Regions from separate parts of the Sus scrofa genome. Here all the other regions are linked to region 3. The links are chromatin contacts, called in public Hi-C maps. All regions are on one chromosome and are shown on one strand. Each heading gives the region's core, a stretch centred on a gene start, on an enhancer-like site or on the middle of the called end of the contact. The rest is flanking DNA. Distances are from core to core; before and after follow the strand shown. Region 1 overlaps LOC106508433 (a long non-coding RNA gene). Region 2 overlaps LOC106508433 (a long non-coding RNA gene). Region 3 overlaps LOC106508433 (a long non-coding RNA gene).

Evidence for each region. A called contact is a pair of places that touch in the nucleus more often than the background predicts.
Region 1: a Hi-C map of liver shows a contact between it and region 3, with 8 times the contacts expected there. The contact joins two enhancer-like sites. A contact is called at or near these places in 2 of 47 Hi-C or Micro-C datasets (both in liver) and 1 of 2 datasets of contacts at active chromatin or transcription factors (alveolar macrophages).
Region 2: a contact with region 3 is called in a Hi-C map of liver, with 2.3 times the contacts expected there. The contact joins two enhancer-like sites. A contact is called at or near these places in 4 of 47 Hi-C or Micro-C datasets (embryonic fibroblasts, liver and skeletal muscle) and 1 of 2 datasets of contacts at active chromatin or transcription factors (alveolar macrophages).

The regions. Positions count from the first base shown.
Region 1 is chr2:102,621,093-102,625,931 of Sscrofa11.1, reverse strand. The region is part of intron 3 of LOC106508433 (a long non-coding RNA gene); the gene reads right to left. Among named protein-coding and RNA genes, the nearest start is that of ELL2, 32 kb to the right of the region's middle. Within about 2 kb of position 2,486, at least 9 of the 83 cell types and tissues checked have an H3K27ac peak or open chromatin away from gene starts, as enhancers often do. A contact at or near this core is called in liver, where this site is marked.
Region 2 is chr2:102,661,670-102,666,223 of Sscrofa11.1, reverse strand. All of the region lies in intron 3 of LOC106508433 (a long non-coding RNA gene), which reads right to left. Among named protein-coding and RNA genes, the nearest start is that of ELL2, 73 kb to the right of the region's middle. Within about 2 kb of position 2,578, at least 6 of the 83 cell types and tissues checked have an H3K27ac peak or open chromatin away from gene starts, as enhancers often do. A contact at or near this core is called in liver, where this site is marked.
Region 3 is chr2:102,962,426-102,967,028 of Sscrofa11.1, reverse strand. All of the region lies in intron 6 of LOC106508433 (a long non-coding RNA gene), which reads right to left. Among named protein-coding and RNA genes, the nearest start is that of PCSK1, 86 kb to the left of the region's middle. Within about 2 kb of position 1,653, at least 3 of the 83 cell types and tissues checked have an H3K27ac peak or open chromatin away from gene starts, as enhancers often do. A contact at or near this core is called in liver, where this site is marked.

The DNA of each region.
Region 1 (4,839 bases), core at 1,237-3,736, 340 kb after region 3:
ATACAACTCACTATCAAAAGCAAACAACCCAATCAAAAAATGAGCAGAAGACCTGAATAGAGACATTTTTCCAAATATGATATACAAATGACAAACAGGCACATGAAGAGATGCTCAATCAACATCACTAATTATTAGGGAAATGCAAGTCAAAACAATAATGAGGTATCACCTCACACCTGTCAGAATGGTGACCATCAAAAAGTCTATAAGTAACAAATGTTGGAAAGAATATGGAGAAAATGGAGTTCCCGCCGTGGCACAGTGGAAACGAATTCAACTAGGAACCATGAGGTTGCGGGTTCCGTCCCTAGCCTCACTCAGTGGGTTAAGGATCTGGCGTTGCCATGAGCTGTGGTGTAGGTCACAGACGTGGCTCGGATTTGGCATTGCTGTGGCTCTGGCGTAGGCCAGCAGCAACAGCTCCAATTAGACCCCTAGCCTGGGAACCTCCATATGCCACAGGGGCAGCCCTAAAAGGACAAAAGACAAAAAATAAATGTGGAGAAAGTGGAACTCTTACACACTGTTAATGGAAATGTAAATTGGTACAGCCACAGTGGAAAACAGTAAAGATGTTCTAAAAACTAGAAATAGAACTACTATAATCCAGCAATTCCACTCCTGGGTATATGTCCAGAAAAAAAATGAAAACATAAATTCAAAAAGACACATGCACCGCAATGTTCATTACAGTACTATTTACAGTAACCAAGATATGGAAGCTGGCCTTTTTTTTTTTTTTTTTTTTTTTTTAACTTTTATAAAAATTTACCTTAACATTGAATTTCTGAGCTAAAAAAAAAAAACAAAAAAAAAACAAAACAAAACAAAAAAAACCCCTTTTACTGGCCACACCCATAGCATGGAGAAGTTCCCAGGGCCAGGGATCAAACCCATGTCATAAAAGAAACTCAAGCCATTGCATTGACAATACCAGCTCCTTAACCCACTTCAACACAAGGAACTCCAGGGGAAAAAAAACTTTAGAAAACGAGTTGACCCCCTGTACTTCACTGATAAGAAAATTTCCTTATCAATAGCAGGCACAGAGAGTTTAAAATATTTAACTAAGTCCACAAAGTGAGTTGGTAGTGCTCTAAAAGCAATTGTCTCCTAACTCTTTGGACACAATATCACATTCTGGTCATTTATTTTGTGTTCCAGGCTCCACTCCCAGGGTTAAGGGGATGACATGGTTCACATGTACAATATTTAATTAAAATAATTTAAAATGTATTAAATAAAACATCTCAAGCAAGCTTAATTTTAATATAAATGCTCTAGACCCTGGAAACTGGAAGGAATTTTAGGGTTGTTTTTCTGATGAATATATCAAATTCAAAATAAAAGTGGAGTTTTATTCTAGAAAGCACTCCAGTTTTGAAATTTAAAATGCCTAATAAGAGCCTATATCTCGTTTTATTTATTAAAAGATCATTATTCCTTAAGCAATGAGGTCCTGCTGTATAGCACTGGGGACTGTATCTAGCCACCCATGATAGAGCATGATAATGTGAGAAAAAAGAATGTATATATGTATGTGAGACTGGGTCACCTTGCTGTACAGTAGAAAAGTGACAGAAAACTGTAAACCAGCTATAAGGGAAAAAAATGAAAATCCTTTTTTAAAAAGTAAAAAAGGTAAATAAATAAATAAATAAAAGATCATTATTCCCTTGTTGGAATTACTAATATTTGTTTGTAGTTGCCCAAACAGAAACGACAGGGTACAATGTGATCTTATGAATCAGGACTTATTCTTTGAACTAGTTCACCTTTACTGCTCAATTCTCATGTGCCAAATGATAGAGGACCAAAATTACTTATTTTTGTCTGCTAAATCATACATAAAAACCTTTAACCTGCTCCCAAACAATTTGCCCTAAACTCTTTCTAAATATAAAAAAAATATTTTTAGTTTAACACTTCATACCATTGGCAGATAACCCAAAGGGAATGTTTAAGGTTACCAGTGCATTTATCTTATCAAAAGTTGTCTGGTCTCTTTGGGCTACTATTTGGATTCCAGTTAATCAGGCCTATTTACTAGTTTAAGAACTTTCAGCAATTAACAGTATGCAAACAGCACCAATCTGCTGTTATTTCAGCTGGGAAAGCAGCTATATGATCCAATATACCAGCTTCCTTACTAAAAATAAATGGTAACACTTTCCACTCCCTGGGGAGTTAGCTTTCAAGTATGTCACACCGTCACACTGCATAACAAAACCAAAGAGTGTGAAACATCTGAATAATTTAAAAAAACCAAAAGACTTGCGATGTTTTCAGATTTAAAAAAATAATAAAGTAGTTTTGCCAACAAAAACATCATTGCAGGAAGACAAAACAAATACAGTGAATTTAAGAGGCAGGCTGTGATCGCTTTTCCTTTAAGAACTACTGCTTTCCTTGCTTGTAAGACTGCTTGGGTATATTAGCAATTTTTAACACAGAGTAATTCAAATCAACAATACATTTGCTCTTCAGACTTTGACACTTCCCCAGCTGCCAGGCCTGTGCTTAACTAAACAAGTACAGTAGTGCAAGTGGAACATTTATGTAACACAGAAACTATAAATGTTCTTTGAGAAACAAAGAAGCCTACTCACTCTAGAAGATATGACAAGGGGCTAAGAGTATTACATTTTAAAACAGAGAAAACTCCCCTGAGGAAGATATGTATTTTAAACTTACTATAGCTAAAATTATCATGTCATCTGTTTACTGACAATAAAATATCATTTCATTTCTCTAAATAATTTTTAAAAATTCACTTAGCATCTATCTGACTTTAGTCACTATACTAAGAAATTTACATATATTCTTTCATTTAATCCTTGAAATAATCCAATGAGATGTAGAGAGTAACATTTATCCTATTTTATAAATAGAGAAACGGAGACTCAACATTAAACACCAAAACATGGTTTGAACTTGTGAGGTCTAACTTTAGTGCCTGAACTCTTACCCACTTCAGGCAAATCAAAGTGACACTAAAGACCAAGATCCTGTTGTGGCTCAGTGGTTAACAAATCTGACTGGGAACCATGAGGTTTTGGGTTCGATCCCTGGCCTCACTCAGTGGGTTGAGGATCCAGCATTGCCATGAGCTGTGGTGTAGGTCGCAGACGTGGCTTGGATCTGGCGTAGGCTGGCAGCAACAGCTCTGATTAAACCCCTAGCCTGGGAACCCCCATGTGCCACAGGTGCCCTAAAGAACAACAACAACAAAAAAAAAGAACAAGATTTAAAAAAAAAATTTTTAATGACACTAAAGAAATTTTAGAGTAGAAGAGATGTCAAAATACCTGAAATAAACATTGCTGATAATAAAATCATAAAACAATCCTATCTACGGCCCTTCTTTTCCACTGACAAGTATGTAGTGATTCCCTTCCCAGTGCTCTTTCCTCCCCCTTCTGCCATAACACACTTGCACACACACGCACCCATGCACACACTTGCACGTGCACGCACACACACAACTTCACTAATAGTGCCTATGGTAGTAAAAAAAATAGAGCAGGAAAAAGTTAATGTTCTACCTCAAAAAATGGACTAAATACTAAGTGTGACCTCAGAACTTGTTGGGTAGGGAAGGGAAGAGAGATCCTTATTGGAACAATCGATTAGATGTTCCCACTTGTTTGTTTACTTCTAGGTAAACGCATTTACAGGTATATAGGAGCAAGAAAAAAAGTCTCCACAGAAGAGCTGGATCCTGGATTTCCTTCACTTCTCTGCTCAAGACAAAAGGTCTGCTCTTTACCTGACAGAAACAAATGTAGCAGGTTTCTAAAACAGAGTTAAAAATGAATTTTCTCTAAATAAACGTGGCTCTTAGTGAAGCAAATCCTGGAGACTATCATTTTCCAGTCTACAGAACTTATTGTGATGTAGGAAATGTTTAACATCTCTGCAGTCCAATAAAGTAGCCACTAGCAGAGTTCCTGTTGTGGCTCAGGGGTTACAAAACCGGCTAATATCCATGAGGATGCAGATTTGATCCCTGGCCTTGCTCAGTGGGTTAAGGATCTAGCGTTGCCCAAGAGCTGTGGTGTAGGTCGCAGACACAGCTCAGATCCTACATTGTTGTGGCTGCAGTGCAGGCCAGCAGCTGCAGCTCCAAGTCAGTCCCTAGCCTGGGAATTTCCATATGCTGCAGGTGTGACCCAAAAAAAGTAAAAAAAAAAAAAAGAAGAAGCCACTAGCCACATGTGGCTGCTGAGCACTTGATATGTGGATAGTGGGACATGGGAGGAACAAACTTTTTAACTTTATCTCATTTTAAAAATCACGTACAGATAATGGCTCTCATTTGGGCAGAATAGCTCTAGAATCATCTCAATAACAACCATTTACTGAGTATCTGTTATGTACTACAAAGCTACCTTTGAGGAAGGTACAATGGTGTACCCATTTTACAGAAAAGGAAATTGAGGCTAAGAGAGATTAAGTGACTTGGTCATGGCTTTACAACTAGTAAGTGATAAATTCTGGATTTTACACCCATGTCTGTCCCTCTCAAAGCCTGATGCTTTGACTACCAGTTATTCTCAACACTGGCTGCATATTAACTGGTGTGCTTTTCAAAAATATTCATCCCCATGTCTCATGCCCCAATAATTCGTATTTAATTGGTCAGGGGCAGGGCTCAGGCAAATGCACATCTCTGAAGCTTCCACTGTACAACACCACTGATGTGACCAAGGCCTCTTGGCCGTGGACAACCATTTCCAAAAGGGGGCTGCGATGAAATGCTACCTGCACCTCTTCTCTTAAGCATGGTTAACAGTTTAATACTAACAGGTGTGCCACTCCTGCCTTTTGCAGATC
Region 2 (4,554 bases), core at 1,329-3,828, 300 kb after region 3:
ATAAGAGCTTAGAATCTCTTGTTTGCAAATTCTATTAGGGTTATGCTCAACAGAATCTGCTCATTTCCACTGTTTCTATATTTTCATTTTTAGATTAACTAGAATTCTTCTTTGAACATTTCCTATTTCTTTTTTCGTTCCATGTTTTTTTCTTTTTCTTTTTTTTTTTTTTTTTTTTTTTTTTTTGTCTTTTGTCTTTTGTTGTTGTTGTTGTTGTTGTTATTGTTGCTATTTCTTGGGCTGCTCCCTCGGCATATGGAGGTTCCCAGGCTAGGGGTTGAATCGGAGCTGTAGCCACCGGCCTACGCCAGAGCCACAGCAACGCGGGATCCGAGCCGCGTCTGCAACCTACACCACAGCTCAAGGCAACGCCGGATCGTTAACCCACTGAGCAAGGGCAGGGATCGAACCGGCAACCTCATGGTTCCTAGTCGGATTCGTTAACCACTGCACCACGACGGGAACTCTCGTTTTTTTCTTTTTTAATCTCTATTCTTGAATTCTCTATTTCTATCACAATTCTCTATTCTTCACTATCCATCATTCTCAATGATCTAAAAGATTTAGAAGTAAAATGTTATATAGAATATAAAATTTCAATGTATCATAATCAAAAATATAAATTTTAAATGCAGTAAAATGAAAATTTTTCATGTGTTAATAGTTATTTTTCTTCTAAAATATACAAAATTATTAAAATTAAAAGGTAAAATGTAAACTATAAAATACAATGAATATATATAAAATATAATGAAGATCAAGTTATAAAGTAAAATTAAATACTGCTGAAATTTTTATTTTAATATTTGGAAATTTAATTAATCTTATTAAACAATTTTATAAAAGAAAACTATTTGGATTTCTAGCATTCAATGTCCAACTAGTTGCCAGTGTTAACAACTGGGTATCACACTTTAAGTATAATACATCTAGACATAGATGCATACAAATTTAAGAACAATTTGAGTTGTTTAATACCGCAAAATATTCCTCAGACATCATATACAATAACTGCAAATACTGAGCATATCTGGAGTAAGTCCACAACCATGAATTGCTTTCTATGGAGAAAAGCAAGAAAATGGATGCTCAGCACTAGTGGGAAATAAAACTTCCTAAAGCAAGTACCTATTGTATTCATATGGGAAGGATTTGACAAGTTAATTAATCTATCGTTTCTCTTATTTAAGTGTTTCTGCTGACCAAATCCTTCCTGGATGGTTGAAGCATTCTCTTTTTCTCATGTTGAGGGTAGCATAACCCATAATACTTCATAGCATTCAGATGCAATTGCTTTCATTTTCAAGAGATAGCTTCAAAGATGTGGAAAAGAGTTTCCCTTTAGTCTAATGCATGTCAGTCACGAGCGTGGATGTTTATTGACAGAACTGCTTACAGTTTTCTAATGATTTCTTGCTTATGTATTGTATATACTTGTGATCTGAGGATACTGTGGGAGCACAGGGCTCAGAGCCTCTTTTTCCCAGATCTAAGTATGGTACTGAGTTCAGCTTTCCATATTTCCTCTCCTCCTTTCTTAGTCCACTGCCTCAATGCACCTGAAAATCACTCTCCTTCTATGTCGCCCCCCTACCCACCCCCAGAGTTCCTGCTATGGCTCAGTGGGTTAAAAATCCGACCATAGCAGCCCAGGTCACTATGGAGACATGGGGCCAAACCCCAGCTCAGCACAGTGGGTTAAAGGATTGGACATTGCCTCAGCTGAGGTGTATGTTGCAGCTGCATCTGGGATTCAATCCCTGGCCCAGAAACTTTCATATGCCATGGGTACGGCCATTAAAAAAAAAAAAAAAAAAAAAAAAAATCATGCTCATCCCTATTGCCCATGCCCGGTGTAAGGCCTTGGCTAATTTACTCTTTCAGCCACTTCATGATTTATTTGGAATTTGAACTGAAAAAAATTCTTCAGACTCTCACAAGTTGTACAACATTCTTTGTGAGAAGAAAAGTCTCCCTAGTGAGGATGGGCCATCAAACTTTTATACATGCTGTTCCCTTGCCTGAAACACTATGCTCTCCTCTCCTTAGACATTTGACTCATTTAACAGCTCTGTTGTAACCTCTACAGAAAAGACTTCCTTAGCCTCCCCAATTAGATCAAATCCCCTTTGGATATGCTTCCCTAGCATCTTGTTCTATTTAACAGATCGATGATTTTATACTTATTTCTGTAATGTGGTTAGTGTTTGTCTCCCTCCATAGAGAGGAACTGACACGAAGACCATGTCTGAGTATGTTTTGGCACACCGTTATATCCCCAGAGCTTAGCCCATACTGTACACATAGAAAACACTCAAGATTTAATTAATTGGGAGCCATTCAGCTGCAGCTTACATTCTGTTTTCTTTCTTGCTTTTCGACCTTGGTCAATCATGAGGCTGAAGAAAATCTGTCTTTTAGATTTCAGCTTGATAGTATCTTCTTGGGAAAGCTTTCCCTGAGCTCTGGTACTAACTCAAAATCTCCTTGCTTTTTTATGTTGGGAAAAAAGTGTAAATTCCAGTTGGCCTCCTGACATGATTTCACATCCTGTGTTTACACCTGAGCACCTGTACTCCAGTGAACTCTCTCCAAAGTTGTGCAAAACTTGTTAAAAAGACTGGCTTCGTGGTGGGCAAAGTGCACTACAGCAATCTTAGGAATATTTTCACTGGCTTAGCAAAATCTTAAGTTTGGCCACAGAGCATGGCCAATTTTAGAAAAAGGTATATTTTCCTCTGATCATGTATTTTGAACACGGACTGGCATCAGAACTAGGAAATACATTTTCTAATACGATCACATTTCTTTAAGTAGAAATAAAGGATCTATTCTCAGCATTCAATTATACCTGAACACCAAGTAGCCAGGGAAACAAACAAATATTTCCGACGAGTTTCTTTTGTTTTTTAATGATTTTTATTTTTTCCATCATACCTGGTTTACAGTGTTCTGTCCATTTTCTACTGTACCGACAAGTTTCTTGACTCCTTTTTTGCAACTTTTAACTTCATTACCATGAAATCATTTGTTTATTATAGAATGACTTTCCTGGTTCTGCTGGGAACTTGAAAACCTAGACAAACCAGTGAATGATGGTAACGTGTCTCTCTCCTTTTTCTCACTTCTCCCATATTTAGTGGGCACAGACCAAACTTTTATTTAGCTTCCTGCCTCCTCTGCTTTCCTCTGCACACGTGTAGGATATTTGGTCCCTGACTCTTTACACAATTTTCCTTGTATTTTAAAAGACAGCAAAATTGGACTATAATAATTAGACATTGACATCACAACCCACAAAATAACTGTTGTTAAGTTGAATCAGCAGTGAAGGTTTTCAGTAGATTTTTTTTTTTTTTTCTCATTTGAGTCTTCATCTATTTTAAGCAATGGCATAATGGAAATGGCAATTCAAGATGGACACAGTCAAATGGGGCACCTCATTCTCATAAGTTGCTGAGCGTCCATGGGGCCTGGAAGGACTGGCTAGTCTTGTCTCAAACAAGAGAACTTTCTACCCAGAGTATCTGAAGGGCAGAGAAAGATTTTTATTAAACTCAGTCAGTGGAGAGAAATATGGGAAAGCATTAGACTAATTACATTCAAACTCAAATGATCAAGCACTAGTTCACTGGCTCAATCAGAAGCTTTACTAAATGAGACTCACGAGCAAAGAAATTTGTTAAGGTGTTAAGAAATAAACTAGCATAAGTATGTATATGACATTTTAATCATCCAGAAGGCTTGACCTCTATTTGGAATCGATGAGATTATCCTGGCAAAAAAAGTGTACCATCAAGTTCTGAGAAAGCATACACTGCACACCCTGAGTCTGTAGCCTTAGAAACAGAGAAGGGAAAAATCTATATTTTTCTTCCTGCATATGAAAACAAGGCCAAAATTGCTTTGAGGTCTTTACTTCATACAAAATAGCATCAATCTTTTTTTTTTTTTTTAATCAAGGTAATATGTTAGAAGTAGAGAGCCTAATTCATCTGTTTTTATCAGGTAATATAATAGAAGTAGAGGTCTAATAACTGTCCATTATCTTGCTTCTAGCTAGAAGAGACATACCTCAGTAGTTTTATCTGCTGTAAAACAGCGGGTATTTCTCCTGAATTCTCTTTAGAGCAAACAAAGCACTTTTTCTTTGTGGTTGAGAGGAGCCAAGGAAGGAACCCTTCTGAAGCCTTGTCCAAGCCCCAGGAATTCCCAGTAACACTGCCATATTGCTTCCACCTGGCCTCATCTGGGAAGTGAAAGATTATTAAAATATTTCAGTCATTTTCAAGTGTAGGAATGTTTTAACTTTTTGCCTTTAGAAAGGCATCATGGAAGCATGCTTTTCCTTCCTTCTCTCTCCCCCAACTTTGGATTGTTTTTCAGTTATTTTTTAACCATGAGTAAATAAAGAAATGACTGAACTTGTTAACTGTTGGTCCTGATATGAGTAGTAAATTGAAAACCTTTAAAATAATAAAATAAACTCTGACAGTATTATAGATGTATAGACTGCTAAAAAGTCACTTGGGGCAAATACTCAGCAGTCTTCCC
Region 3 (4,603 bases), core at 404-2,903:
TAAAAATTAACCGAAATAAAAATTGAACCAGACTAGTACAACTTAGAACAAAGACGAAAAGCATGTTAAGCACCAGAGAGAGATGAGGGGAGGAGCCAGCTGCTTTGGCATCAAGCTCCTTCTACAGAAAGACCTGAGTTGAACGGGAATTATTTGCCAGAGTCTCCTAGAGATAAAGGTGGGCTCCTGCAGAAAATGTTCCAGATCCTAGGAAGACAACGGCACAAATTAGATAATACTGTGTCCTGGTTTAATAGCAGCCATTATGTGTTGCAAAATATAACCCTGAGGCAAACAGCAAAGACATTGCTTGGCTGAGTTTCCTTCTTGCTTTTCATACTGACTGCTTACAAAGTCGTGCCCAGTCATCTTTTTCCATTTCAAAACTGATTGCCATAACGTCTTCCTCTGATGCTTTCCTGGTTGAAAGGCCATGAGTTCAGGCAAGACTTTAACTGTCTGGGGGATGAAGATAGGATCCCACCATGCAGAGCTAAAGGCATTTTGTCCCTTTCCACCTGCAGCCTCTCCACCAGCCTCCATCAGGACTCCGGGGCAATTCCCAGAGTACCTGCTCCCTGAGCCAGCAAATCAATTACAGAAGAGTCTCATCTGAGCAGGACTCACCTCCGCTCTCCTTCAAAGACAAGACTCCACGTGCCCTGCACCAGTGTCGCTGCATTATTGTCTACATTCCTGTGACTTCAGGGTTTATGTCAAGGGTCCTCGTCATTTTAAACTCTGGGGCTTTGCCCAGATATAGCTGTGTCTCTTGATGAAACAAATCTGCAGCTCTCTCTTCTGGGTTTTCCCCAGAACACGGTGGTTTTAGCCTCATCATTTAACTCACCCACTCTTTCATGTCCCATTTATAGTGTGCAATGTCATGACCAAGAATTAGTGATAGTAATATCTTGTATTTAAAATGTGTCCTCCTTCCAGGAGACTTCACATACTTCATGATAACTACCTTGTATCCTTCCCAAAACCCCAGAAAGGAAGGTTTTGTTAGCTGTATTGCTTTTGGTTAAGCATTGTATTTTGGTTCCATTTTTACAGTTAAAATACCAAGGCACCAAGCTGCTTGAAAAATTTTCTTAGGTCATATGTTACTATCCTCACTTGGCAAAAAGCCTCCAATTGTGTTCTGATACTATTCAAATCAAGTTATAGAGCTAAAAATATTGATATCTGGCAATAGTCAAAAACCCTAAAAATCACCATTAAAGCCAGAGACCTGGACCCTCATTATTTAAGCAAGAATTAGGGAAGATGCTTTGTTACTTTTTTTTTCTTTCTTTCTTCACCATATGGAAGTTTCAGGGCCAGGGATCAAATCCCAGTCGCAGCTATGACCTATGCCCACAGCTGTGGCAATGCTGGATCCTTAACCCACTGTTGCCAGCTCAGGGATCAAACCTGTGCTCCCTCATAGACAACACCAGATCCTTAATTCCCTGCACTACAGCAGGAACTCTGCTACTTTTTTGCTCAAGTAATAGTTTTTATTTCCAAGTTAAGTGCATGTTCTATTGCTGCTTCTGAAACTTAGCAGAGGGCCCATGGGCAAGTGAATGGTGTGGCAGCCTGCTCAGCCTCCCTGCCACACGGCACCCAAAACCAGAGCCAGGATAGCACATGCATCAAGACAGAAACACAAATGGCCTTGCCAAGGTCCAAAGATCTGCACAAGAACTCCAGGAGCCAAGTATCTAGAGCATAAACAACCAGGCAGAAGTTCTCCCAGGAACAGGATGTTCTGCTGCATTTCCAGTTACCCTGGCCTCAGGGCAGGGCATCCCCTGCTCATAAGGCACCCTCCTGCCAGGATCACCTCTAGGATGAGAATAGGGTCTCCCTTGGGAAGGGCAGCAAGCCCATCCACCAAAATCATCTTTCTACATATTGAAAATTCAGTCTCTTTAGACTGAATCTCAGAGCAGTTTTCTTTGTGAGAGAAGCCATACGAACAGCTTTGCCTCCTTCAGACTCAGGGTTCAACACATTTCATTATCTAAATACATTGTTAGGGCTCATGAGTTACCTCTACTGTGACCACAGCCCAGTGAATTTAAAGCTCTCTTTTATAGAGTGAACCAGGACTAAGGAGGAAGAAGAAAGGGAAGAGGAGAATAATTAGTAAAGCAAAGCCTGATGAGGGTAGAGACAATAGCATAGGGTGATTAAGTCGCAAATCAGAGCAAAGATCCTCACATAAACAATATTTGAAACTGAACTTCAAAATGCATTTAAAATATGAGAGCAGGATAAAACTCCATCCTGGTTTTTATATTTTTGTTTGTTTTAGGGTTTTCCACCTAACATATGGAAGGTCATGCTGAGAGTTTCTTAGTGATTATGGTCTAGTTGGGCCACAACTTTCAGGAAGAAAAATATGGACACTGTTGGAGTTCCCGTCATGGCTCAGTGGAGACAAATCTTACTGGCATCCATGAGGGTGCAGGTTTGATTCCTGGCCTCACTCAGTGGGTTAAGGATCTGGTTTTGCCATGAGCTGTGGTGTAGGTCGCAGGTGTGGCTTGGATCTGGCATCGCTGTAGCTGTGGTGTAGGCCAGCAGCTACAGCTCTGATTTGACCCCTAGCCTGGGAACTTCCATATGTCATAAGTGTGGCCCTAAAAAGCAAAAAAAAAAAAAAAGATAACAAAAAATATATGGACACTATTAGTAAAGTCTATTTACTCTCTTCATTTCTCATTTCAAGACTTACCTTCCTAGTTATGCCTCCAACAAGAATTCTAAGTAGACTGAGACACCCAAAAGATTTTTTATAGGGTTCCTTAACTATGGAATCTTGAGAGAATTTTAAGTAATAATGTCTTGTATCTGTTCACAAGGTTTGGGATACTCTTTTAGCGACCTCTCTCTGATAATGGCCACAGGAGTTTGGAAAGTTACAGACAGTCTTGAAGAGAGGTGAAGCCATGGCTTGATATGAGAAATCATGTCCAAAGCCATCTAGATATGTAACTGAGAAAAGGAGTCCATCCACTGGGGCTGCTGGTCTCCTAAGACAGCAGGCCAGATTTGACCTTGGCATCATCTTTCATCTAAAGAGGCAGATGCCAAAGGAAGCATTAATGTCACCCAGCCTGGGAGGCACATGGCAAGCATAGTATACAGATGTGGCTCCCTGCAGTACAGGAGATTCACCCGGTGTCCCCAGCCTCCTCCAAGCATAAATGGACTCACAGGTATGCAGACCTCTTATCTCCCTGCTGCTTTGTTCTGGGCTTTGTGGCTTCTTCTTCCCAATCCGACTATGAACATAAATGGTGTCTGAATCATTTTTCCCTTTCTCTAGCATTCAGAGAAATTCTCAGGAGTCAATTGCCATTATAAGATAATAAATTAATTATACCTATCATCAATCATTATTACGCAGACATATAGAGATCACCATAGTTGGGCACATCATGAAATGAAAGACTTCCTTTTTTTTCCCTTGGTTGAAAATAGGGGAGAGGAAGTCAGGCTAAAGGAGGTTTACACCAGAGCTTATTGGGAAATTAAAGTGTGTCTGTGTGTTCTGCTTTCATATTATAATAGACTCTTATAAACTTCATTGTAAGTTTTACATTTGTTTTATCTCAGTTTCATTTCCAGGTTTTCATGGGATCAGGGTTCAACTAATCCATTTAAATAGAAACCCCAAATACTTTCCAAATTTTTTTCAAATACTATTATTTTTTCTTTTTAGGGCCACACCTGTGACCTATGGAAGTTCCTAGGCTAGGGGCTGAATCAGAGCTGCAGCTGCCAGCCTACACCAAGCCACATCTGCAACCTGGATCACCACAGCCGACGGCAACGCTGGATCCTTGACCCACTGAGTGAGGCCAGAGATGGAATCCACATCCTCGTGGATACTACTCAGATTCATTTCCCCTGCTCCACAATGGGAACTTTTCACATATTTTTATTTAACTTTCTAAAGATCAAATGTAAACACATAACCTCTGCAAAACAACTCTTAACCCCAGCCTGGTATTTTGTGTATACTTAGAGTATAATAAATATTTACTGATACTCCTGTTACCAGTTTTATTGCCAAAGCATTCTTTCACATGATTCTCAGTTTTCTGGATGGAGTATCACACCCCTTGATTAACAGAGGAGAGATCTAAGTTCACAGACATTCGTAAGAGAATCCGGACTAGAACTTGAATCTTCTAACTCCAAATCGAGTGCACTTTGAGGTACATCCTGCGCTTTCTCCCCAAACACTAATATGGAAGTAAATTTAAAAAATTGTGCCTCAGAGATCTGGTAAAGCATATTTTGGACAAATAGCAGAAAGAATAAAGGTCTTACTATGACAGTTTTTTCACAGGAGAAACTGCAGAACGCTGTGACATGGATAGGATATGTTCCTTTCCTGAACGCCACCTCTAGAGGGCAGCACACTCTTCATAACAAATAGATTCTCCTTGGCTTGGAAGAACAACCTGGAGTGAAAACCTAAAATATTTGATGTGCTTATAAATACTTTAAATCAGGCAGGATGCACAAACATCTCAGGTCCAGTACCCTCTTTGTGTGGGGGAGAAAGGGGCAGAAATGGGGGTGGAGCTATGAGCCT